Regions from separate parts of the Mus musculus genome. Here region 1 is linked to region 2. Evidence: chromatin contacts called from public promoter capture Hi-C data. All regions are on one chromosome and are shown on one strand. Each heading gives the region's core, a stretch centred on a gene start, on an enhancer-like site or on the middle of the called end of the contact. The rest is flanking DNA. Distances are from core to core; before and after follow the strand shown.

Region 1 (3,951 bases), core at 1,045-3,544, 2.0 Mb after region 2:
GCCACCAAAAAAAGAATGGCAAGATGAAACCAGAAAGCATGTACAACCTGTGACAGCCCAGACTAAGCTGAGCCGGGTCAGTCAGTCTCCCTCTCTTGGCTTTTCAAGAGAGAGTTTCTTTGTGTAGCCTTGGCTGTTCTGGTACTTGCTCATAGACCAGGCTGGTTTGAACTCACAGAAATCCACCTACTCCGGCCTCCCAGGGTGATAGCATTATAGGCGAGCCCCTCCCTCCACTGCTCAGCCTGGCCTTGAACTTTCTTTCTTTTTTGGCTTTTCAAGACAGGGTTTCTCTGAATAGCCCTGGCTGTCTTGGAACTCACTTTGTAGACCAGGCTGGCCTTGAACTCAGAAATCTGCCTGCCTCTGCCTGGCTGGGATTAAAGGCGTGCGCCACCACGCCCGGCTAGCCTTGAACTTTCTAATCTACACACACACACACCTACCACTAGGCTTATAGGCCCCACTGGATAAAACTGCTTTCTTGTACACTGTGTTCCTAAAGCACCAGGGATGGATCCTGGGGCCTCACGCATGCTAGAGAAGCACTCAAGAGTCCAAGTAGACTTCTCTAAGGAAGGCCGTGGGCGACTGTGTAACACAGAACAGCACAAACAAGGGCTTAACGGTCTTAAGGGTGTGTGGTAGCACGTGCCTACAACCTCAGCACACAGGTGTCTGAAGGACCAAGAGTCAGAGGCTGGTCTGTGCTCTACAGCAGCAACACAGAGACCCTGTCTCAGAAATGATCGGTTTAGGAAAGCGAGAGCTAAGCTTGGCTAAGAACCTTCTACCTTTGTCTGATGGCCTTTCTACACTCTAACTTCTTCCTTAAAAGTTACATACCTTGCATTTTTAACTACTACAAACACAAGCCAGATGGGAGTTCTAAACAAATGAATTTATCAGTACTATTAAACATTAAAAAAAAAAAAAGTCCCAGCCCTTAGGTCCAGACTGGGCACAGCATCCCTCATTAGTAAGCCAGTGACTGCGCTTGTGGCTCCCAGACTCCCCTCTACACACCCTGGAGCTGCTTCAGGCCTCCTTAATAACCAAGCCCAGAAGTCTGTATTCATTCAGAGAATGCACTCCCTGGAACCTAAGAACTTTTCCAAGTAAATGCTTTCTTAAAAGCCATTTTATTGGCCAGCTGTGGTGGCGCACACCTTTAATCCCAGCACTCGGGAGGCAGAGGCAGGCGGATTTCTGAGTTCGAGGCCAGCCTGGTCTACAGAGTGAGTTCCAAGATAGCCAGGGCTACACAGAGAAACCCTTCCTCGGAAAAAAAAAAAAAACAAACAAACCCAAAAAAGAAAAGCCATTTTATCAAAGTACTGGGCCTAAGCTGAGGCTCTCCTGGGGATGGCCAGGACAGGGTGCTGTAGTCAGGGATTCCCGACTTGAGAACCCAGAATACAAGCCCTGGGCCACTTACTTTTCTCCGGCAACTTTGCGCAATAATTTAGCCTCCGTGCCGTTCACCTCCAGCTCCCAATCTCCAGACATCTTGGGAAGGGACTTGTGTTTCTGGATCTTCTTTTCTTCCTTAATTTCATCAGTCAAGAATTCAACGAAGGCCTTGTCTCCTAAAAGAAAAGCCAAGATGACCCAAAGGGAGAAAAGCCGGTTACCGATAGACCGGACTGTATCCATTCTTACGACACTAGCCCAAATCACTCCTTAAAACGTCCGTTTCTCACTCTATAAAAAGAGCAGGATATACTTACTGAGCTGAACTGATATTTATCATGAGATGGTTATTTCTTATCATGGACTCACTACTATTACTTCCCATATTAAACAAAAGAATTCCCAATTATCCTCTTTCTGGTTCCAAAAGACATAACCAACAACCACACTTTGAAACCACGACCCTACGGACTTTGCTAAGCCACATTTCCAAGACGCGAGAAGGGGGGGGAAGCTTTCGATCACGAGGGTCTGTTCCAAGCTGGGTGGCCGCACTCCGACTAGGGTGCGTGAACCTTACCTTCCGTGTGCAGAGCGCCACAGCCGCACGCGCAGGGAACCGGGGGCTGCAGGAGGCCAGAGCGCCGAGCCGAGCCGGCCCGTACGCTGAGCAAACCGAAGGGCCGGAGGCATGGCCGGGGCGCGGGCTGCAGGAGATGCCGAAGCGGCTGGGCCGGGATGGCGGTTCGGAGGCCGGAGGCGGCGGCGCCGAGGGCGCGGGGCACGCAACGCAGCAGAGGGAGCATCGCGGGGCGGACACGTGCAGAGGGAAGGACGACCGGGCCAAGGCACCGTGTGACCTCGCGCGCTGCCGGAAGCCCCGCCCTCGCCCGGGGAAGCGCTTTCCACCCCAGAGGACTGCAGTCATCCGGGCCGGACCGCGCCCTCTGCTGGGAGCCGCCAGTGCAGTCGGGGAGGCCTTGACTCAGCTACCTTGACCACCATGTCTCCCTTGCTGCCCACTCTCCCCAATTCACCTGCTTTTCTCAATCCACACCAAGCTTTGTTACCGCGGAATGCGTTCAGGTTCACCCCAACTCGCGCAAAACCGTATATTCAAAGATCACTTAACGATCTTCTGAAACCGACTAATTCTGGAAAGCCCAGGCTGACCTGCACGCAGTTGCTGTGGAGTGGACATCCTGGCCTCATTAGACATTAGATCCAGAATCCCAAGAACAGGATGAAGGATTTATGTTGGAAACCTTTGCACGCCCTAACAATTCATGGGCCAGTTTTAATGGACCATCGGTTTCCTGGGAGCAGGAATATATGGCTTACATCATAGGCGAGGCCCTTGGTCTTGCGAAGATTATATGCCCCAGTACAGGGGAATGCCAGGGCCAGGAATCGGGAGTGGGTGGGTTGGGGAGCAGGGGGAGGAGGAGGGTTTAGGGGATTTTTGGAGAGGAAACTAGGAAAGGGGATAGCATTTGAAATATCTATTAAAAAAAAAGAATCAAGGATAAGAGGCTGGAGATATGGCTCAGTGATTAAGAGCATTGTTGCTCTTGCAGAAGACTAGAGTTCTAGTTCCAGCATCCACATGCCTGCTCACAACTATCTAACTTCAGTTCCAGGGCAGCAGATACCAAAACACTCAAAGGTATTTAAAAAAAAATCAATCAATCAACCAATCAACAAAACCACTCCCCTCCCCAAACAAAACAAAACAAAACAAAAACCAACCAAATCACTCACACACACCCCAAAACAAACAACAAAAGCCCTGCTCATGCATTATAGTCCCAGCATCAGGGAGGTAGGCAAACAACTGAGTTTGAGACCTGCCTGGTCTACACAGCAGGTTCCAGAACAGTCAGGGTCACATGAAAAAGACTTCTCAAAAAAAAAAAAAAACAAAAGTAAATGCTGGATACCAAGACTTATCGAATGAATGGCAGTAAGAATAATGTTTAATATTCTAAACAGCATTCTTTAAATAAGGGAAAGGAGGCCCAACAAAAGAGGCCACACAGATCATTATACAAGATTCAGTTTTTATGGATTTGATAGTCAAAAGCAAATTTCGAGCATTATATACTAGAACTGTTCTTTTATGTTTGAGACCAGAGAGAACAGAGCACATGTCCAAATCCGCTTGTCAGTTTTCTACACTACAGCAGTCTATAGAGAATTGTTTCCCCACCGGTATAGTCTAGTTTATGTGCTCAAGGAATGGCATCTTAGATGCGCGGCCACAGTTCCAAACAGACCCTGGTAGCTGGAGCACAAGGATTTGTGCCACAGTAAATACTTTGCTGTTTTGGAATCCTGTTATAAGAGATGCAAATGTTCTCACAGGGATCCTGGTAATGGAACTGGTGCCCCGGGTGTCGCAGGCCACGGTTACCAAGAAGATAAACCCCTGCAGCACGCAGGGCTGTTGTGGAAGTTCATCTGTCTGTTGGAGGCTATTCTGTCCAGGCTGGAGTCTTCAGGTTGGAGAGTTTGCCAACTTGAAAAGTAGCTCAGGTT
Region 2 (3,936 bases), core at 1,423-3,922:
TGCCTCGTCCCACATCAAGGACCAAACCCGGGTATCTATAGATCTCCTGCGCCCCGACTATCTGCAAACTCTAAGAAACACAGAAAATAGATTTCTCATACATAAAATCTACACTAGAAGAAATGTTAGCCCTTTAAAGTCTTTAAGCATTGAAAACAAAGCTATGTTGAGGTCACCCCGCTGCACCGGGTGCGTATGCTTACCGGGAGTGCCGTTCTCCTGGGACCCATTCCCAGAAAGGGCGGCTTCGGGAGTCTCTTTCTCCCCATTCACTTCCGTGCTCCCTTGGGAACACCGTTCCAGGGAGTCTGAGGACTGGGCTTTGCCTTCAGCTCCCCATTCAAACTTGCCGGCCAGTCTACGAACCGTGCCAGGGGCCGAAGCAGAGCCATCCTGGAGAGGCGTAGGGCCCGAGGGCAGAGGTGTTCGGGAAGACCCAGAGGGCTTGGGTGGGGGCACCGGAGAGCAGGGAGCTGGTTCTGGGGAGATGGAGCGCCGGGACACTGGGCTGGGACTCGGTGTGCTGGAAGGTGAGTCAGGGGAAGTCTGAGAGTCCAGGCTGGTTCTAGAAACTGAGGGAGGCAGAAGAGCAGGGGGCTTCAGGGAAGCCGTGGGGGGCTCCCAGAAGATGGAGGTGCACACTGAGGCCGATGCATCATTGGATATTTGAGGAAGTGCTTTCGGAGAGGAGCCATTGTGGAGAGGCCCCGGGGAGTGTGGAGCCCTATGCCGAGATGGGGGTCGGGGGCGGATGATCCGAGGGGGCTTCAAGGTAGGGGGCGTTGCTGCAGGAAGAGACTGTGCAGACATCGTCTTCTGAGTGTTTCCAAGGAGTGGGGTGTTCTGCGGAAGTCATCCCCTGAGGAGGGTGGAAAGAGAAAGTGCCCCTTATTGTCCCCTGGGTGGAGAGACTGAGGCTGTCTGAAGCCACGTTTTTTTGTTTTGTTTGTTTTGTTTTTGTTTTTAAGTCAGGAGAGAAGGCTGATACATTTCCCTCCCTTCTCATCTCTACTGTCTTCTCTCTTCACCCCTCACCCCTCCTCATTCTGCCCCTGGACCTTCCTGGGCAGCTTTTCCTTTTTAAAGACAGCATCTCTCATTCAGCATCCCGGACTGGCCTCAAAACTTCTGTTCCTCCTGCCTCCGTCCTCTGGAGCTGTATCACAATGTCCAGCTTCTCTAGGATTTTTGCTGCCACAGTCAAGCCAAGAGGACGGGGGGGGGGGGGGGGGGGGAGGTAGGGACAGGCCGTTGGGGAGGATGGGGAGGCAGGGGTAGCAAGATTCAATGAGGAGAAATCACCTTGCTGGTGTAGTTGCTGTGTGTAGGAGTTTATGTAAGCGGGTGTGCGCTGTTAACCAGGGCTGGATGAGTGAGAGTTGAGTGTGCCCTGGGAAGCTGTGTTGTGGAAGAGTGGAGTCAGTCGTGGCTGGTCACAGACACATCAAGAAATATGTGGTTCGAGCACTGTGTGTGTGTGTGTGTGGTGTGTGCGGTGTGTGTGTGAGAGAGTGTGTGTGGTGTGTGTGGTGTGTATGTGTGTGAGAGAGAGAGAGTGTGTGTGGTGTGTATGTGTGTGTGAGAGAGAGTGTGTGTGTGGTGTGTATGTGTGAGTGTGTGTGTGTGGTGTGTATGTGTGTGTGTTTGTGTGGTGTGTGGTGTGTGTGAGTGTGTGGTGTATGTGTGAGTGTGTGTGTGACAGTGTTGTGTGGTGTGTATGTGTGAGTGTGTGTATATGTGAGTGTGTGTGTTTGTGTGTGTGCGTGTGGTGTATGTGTGAGTGTGTGTGTGAGAGTGTGTGGTGTGTATGTGTGTGTGAGTGTGTGGTGTGAGTGTGTGTGTGGTATGTATGTGTGTGTGAGTATATGTGTGTGTGAGTGTGTATTGTGAGTGTGTGTATGTGTGAGTGTGTGTGTGAGTGAGTGAGTGTGTGTGTGTGTGTGTGTGTGTGTGTGTGTGTGTGGTGCAGGAGCTGAGGGATGCATCACTGTTTCCCTACTCTGGCTGCCTCTCCTCCCCCCTCCCATTTCCCAGTTCCTCTCTCCGGACTCTCCCTTTCCGGATTATTTTTAGTCTCCTTTTCCTGCCCTGAAGATTCCTGGAGCCTCTGACCCCAGGAGACCAGGAGGCCCCAGCCTGGTCTCTTCTGCTTCCCATCCTCTTATTCCTGCCACACCTGGGTCTGGTCATAGAAAGAGGCTCCAGTTTGACTCTGGGTCCTGTCTAATGCCAGGGAGGTGGCTACAAGTTCAGGCTGAGGCACAGAACCAGCAGCCCAGGGACGGTGGGACCTGTGCTACTCTACCTCTTGAGGATCAGGAGGATGGGGAGAAGAGCTGGGACACAAGAGAGCCTCTAAATTCCCTATGGCAGTCAGAAATCATAGCCTTCCAGTCCCAGGTTAAGTTGAGAAAAGATGGCTATCAGGAACCCCTTAGATTGCAGCTCACTCAGTGGCCCCTGCATGGTGCCAATAAACCAACCAGTCAGTGTGGTTACCCAAGCTTGGCCTCCTGTTCCCCAGTCTCTGCACCTTCAGGGAACCCACCCTTCCCCATACCGGGTACCGCATGTTACTTCCTTACCCACTCCAGAATGAGCCCAGAGAGTCGGGGGACCCCAAGCACTTACCCTCCAGTTCCCTCCACTCCCAGTCACCTCCGAGAGCTGAGTGAGTAGGGGCAGGAAACAGGAATCCGATCCTCCTCCCAACCGGACACCACCACCCCCAGCCACACCAGGCTCCACATGCGCACACCGGGCCTAGAGGATGTGAGGAATCCGGCATCCAAGATGTTGGAGGTTAGAGAAGACTGGCACGCAGGTATGCAGAGGAGGCTAGTTTCCGATGCACCCTCACCTGTACTGCTGCGTGGCGGGAGGGGTGTGTGTGTGTGACGGTGCGGGTGTGTGTGTGGGAGGGTGTTCAAATGAGGGTGGGCAGCCCTGGGCAAGCTGGGCTGGCAGAACGGCATGACCATCTTCATGCCTCCCTCTTAGCTAAGGGATGTCTGGCTTGCACAACTGTCTACGTCCCCATCTTCCAACCTTGGTGTGAGCCAACCACACTTTGCACTGAGGGATCCTCTCTTCTCCACCCTCCCCCACATCTGCAGAGGCCCCACCCCACCCCACCAGGAATTTACCTCTATGGTTTGAGGTCGTTTTTTTGTTTTCAGCAAATCTTTCCCCTGTCCCTTCGGAGCACCAAATGCCGCCCAAACTCTCCAGATAACTGTTCCTGCGTCTCTGAGGCGGGAACTGAAGGCCCAGATTTCCATCTCCGCAGAGGAAGCCAGTGCCTTGGCCCCACCCAGCCATTGTGTCAGACCAGGGTTGTGAGTGTTGAGGGTGGTGGGGAAGGGGATCCCCTGGATCTGTAGAGTGACTTGCTGCTCACTATTCTGTGTTCCCAGTTCCTCGGGAGGCCCCAGCTCTCAGTGTTGCACTGGGAAGCTCCCACAGCGAATGTCCTGGAAGTCAATGCTGGGGGAGAAAGGAGGGAGGGAGACTGGTGGGGGTTGCAGGGGCAAGTTCCTGTCAGATGTTACTCCGTGGGCACACATCAAGACACTGGGAAGAAAAATCAGGTAAGCTTGTATTGAAAGATGGTTTAAACCCCTTCTTGCAGAAAGCCAAAAAACCTAGTCTTTCTAAGGGACCACACAATCTGCCCTATTTCCCAGCTTCTCCCTTCAGGCCTATTCCTACCTTAGGATTTTTGGAGTTCTCCTAATGCCTGAAAATCTTCCCAGAAATCTCCCTGAAGCATTTCTTCATGTTCTCTGGGCAGCTGGAAGGAACCCTCTCAAAGAGGTCTGTTCTGGCTACTCTAAAATTTCAATCCACTGGGCTACCTGGTCAGGTCTTGTCTCAAAAAAAAAAAAAAAAAAAAAAAAAAAAAGAAAGAAAGAAAGAAGAAAAAAAGAAAAAAAT

What was found. Promoter capture Hi-C pulls out the DNA fragments that hold promoters and counts their contacts.
Region 1: a contact with region 2 is called in a promoter capture Hi-C map of liver, with 3 times the contacts expected there. The contact joins the promoter of C1qbp here to the promoter of Arhgef15 in region 2. A contact is called at or near these places in 3 of 39 promoter capture datasets (liver and pre-B cells) and 1 of 9 other capture datasets (liver).

The regions. Positions count from the first base shown.
Region 1 is chr11:70,980,732-70,984,682 of GRCm38.p6, forward strand. It overlaps C1qbp (complement component 1, q subcomponent binding protein), which reads right to left and starts at 2,295. Exons shown (of 6, transcript NM_007573.2): 1 at 1,994-2,295; 2 at 1,439-1,589. The coding sequence starts at 2,219. It overlaps Dhx33 (DEAH (Asp-Glu-Ala-His) box polypeptide 33), which reads right to left. Exons shown (of 12, transcript NM_178367.4): 12 at 3,360-3,951.
Region 2 is chr11:68,954,215-68,958,150 of GRCm38.p6, forward strand. Arhgef15 (Rho guanine nucleotide exchange factor (GEF) 15) reads right to left here and starts at 2,673. Exons shown (of 16, transcript NM_177566.4): 1 at 2,632-2,673; 2 at 204-859. The coding sequence starts at 810. Gm32273 (predicted gene, 32273) reads left to right here and starts at 2,773. Exons shown (of 3, transcript NR_168013.1): 1 at 2,773-2,824; 2 at 3,180-3,590.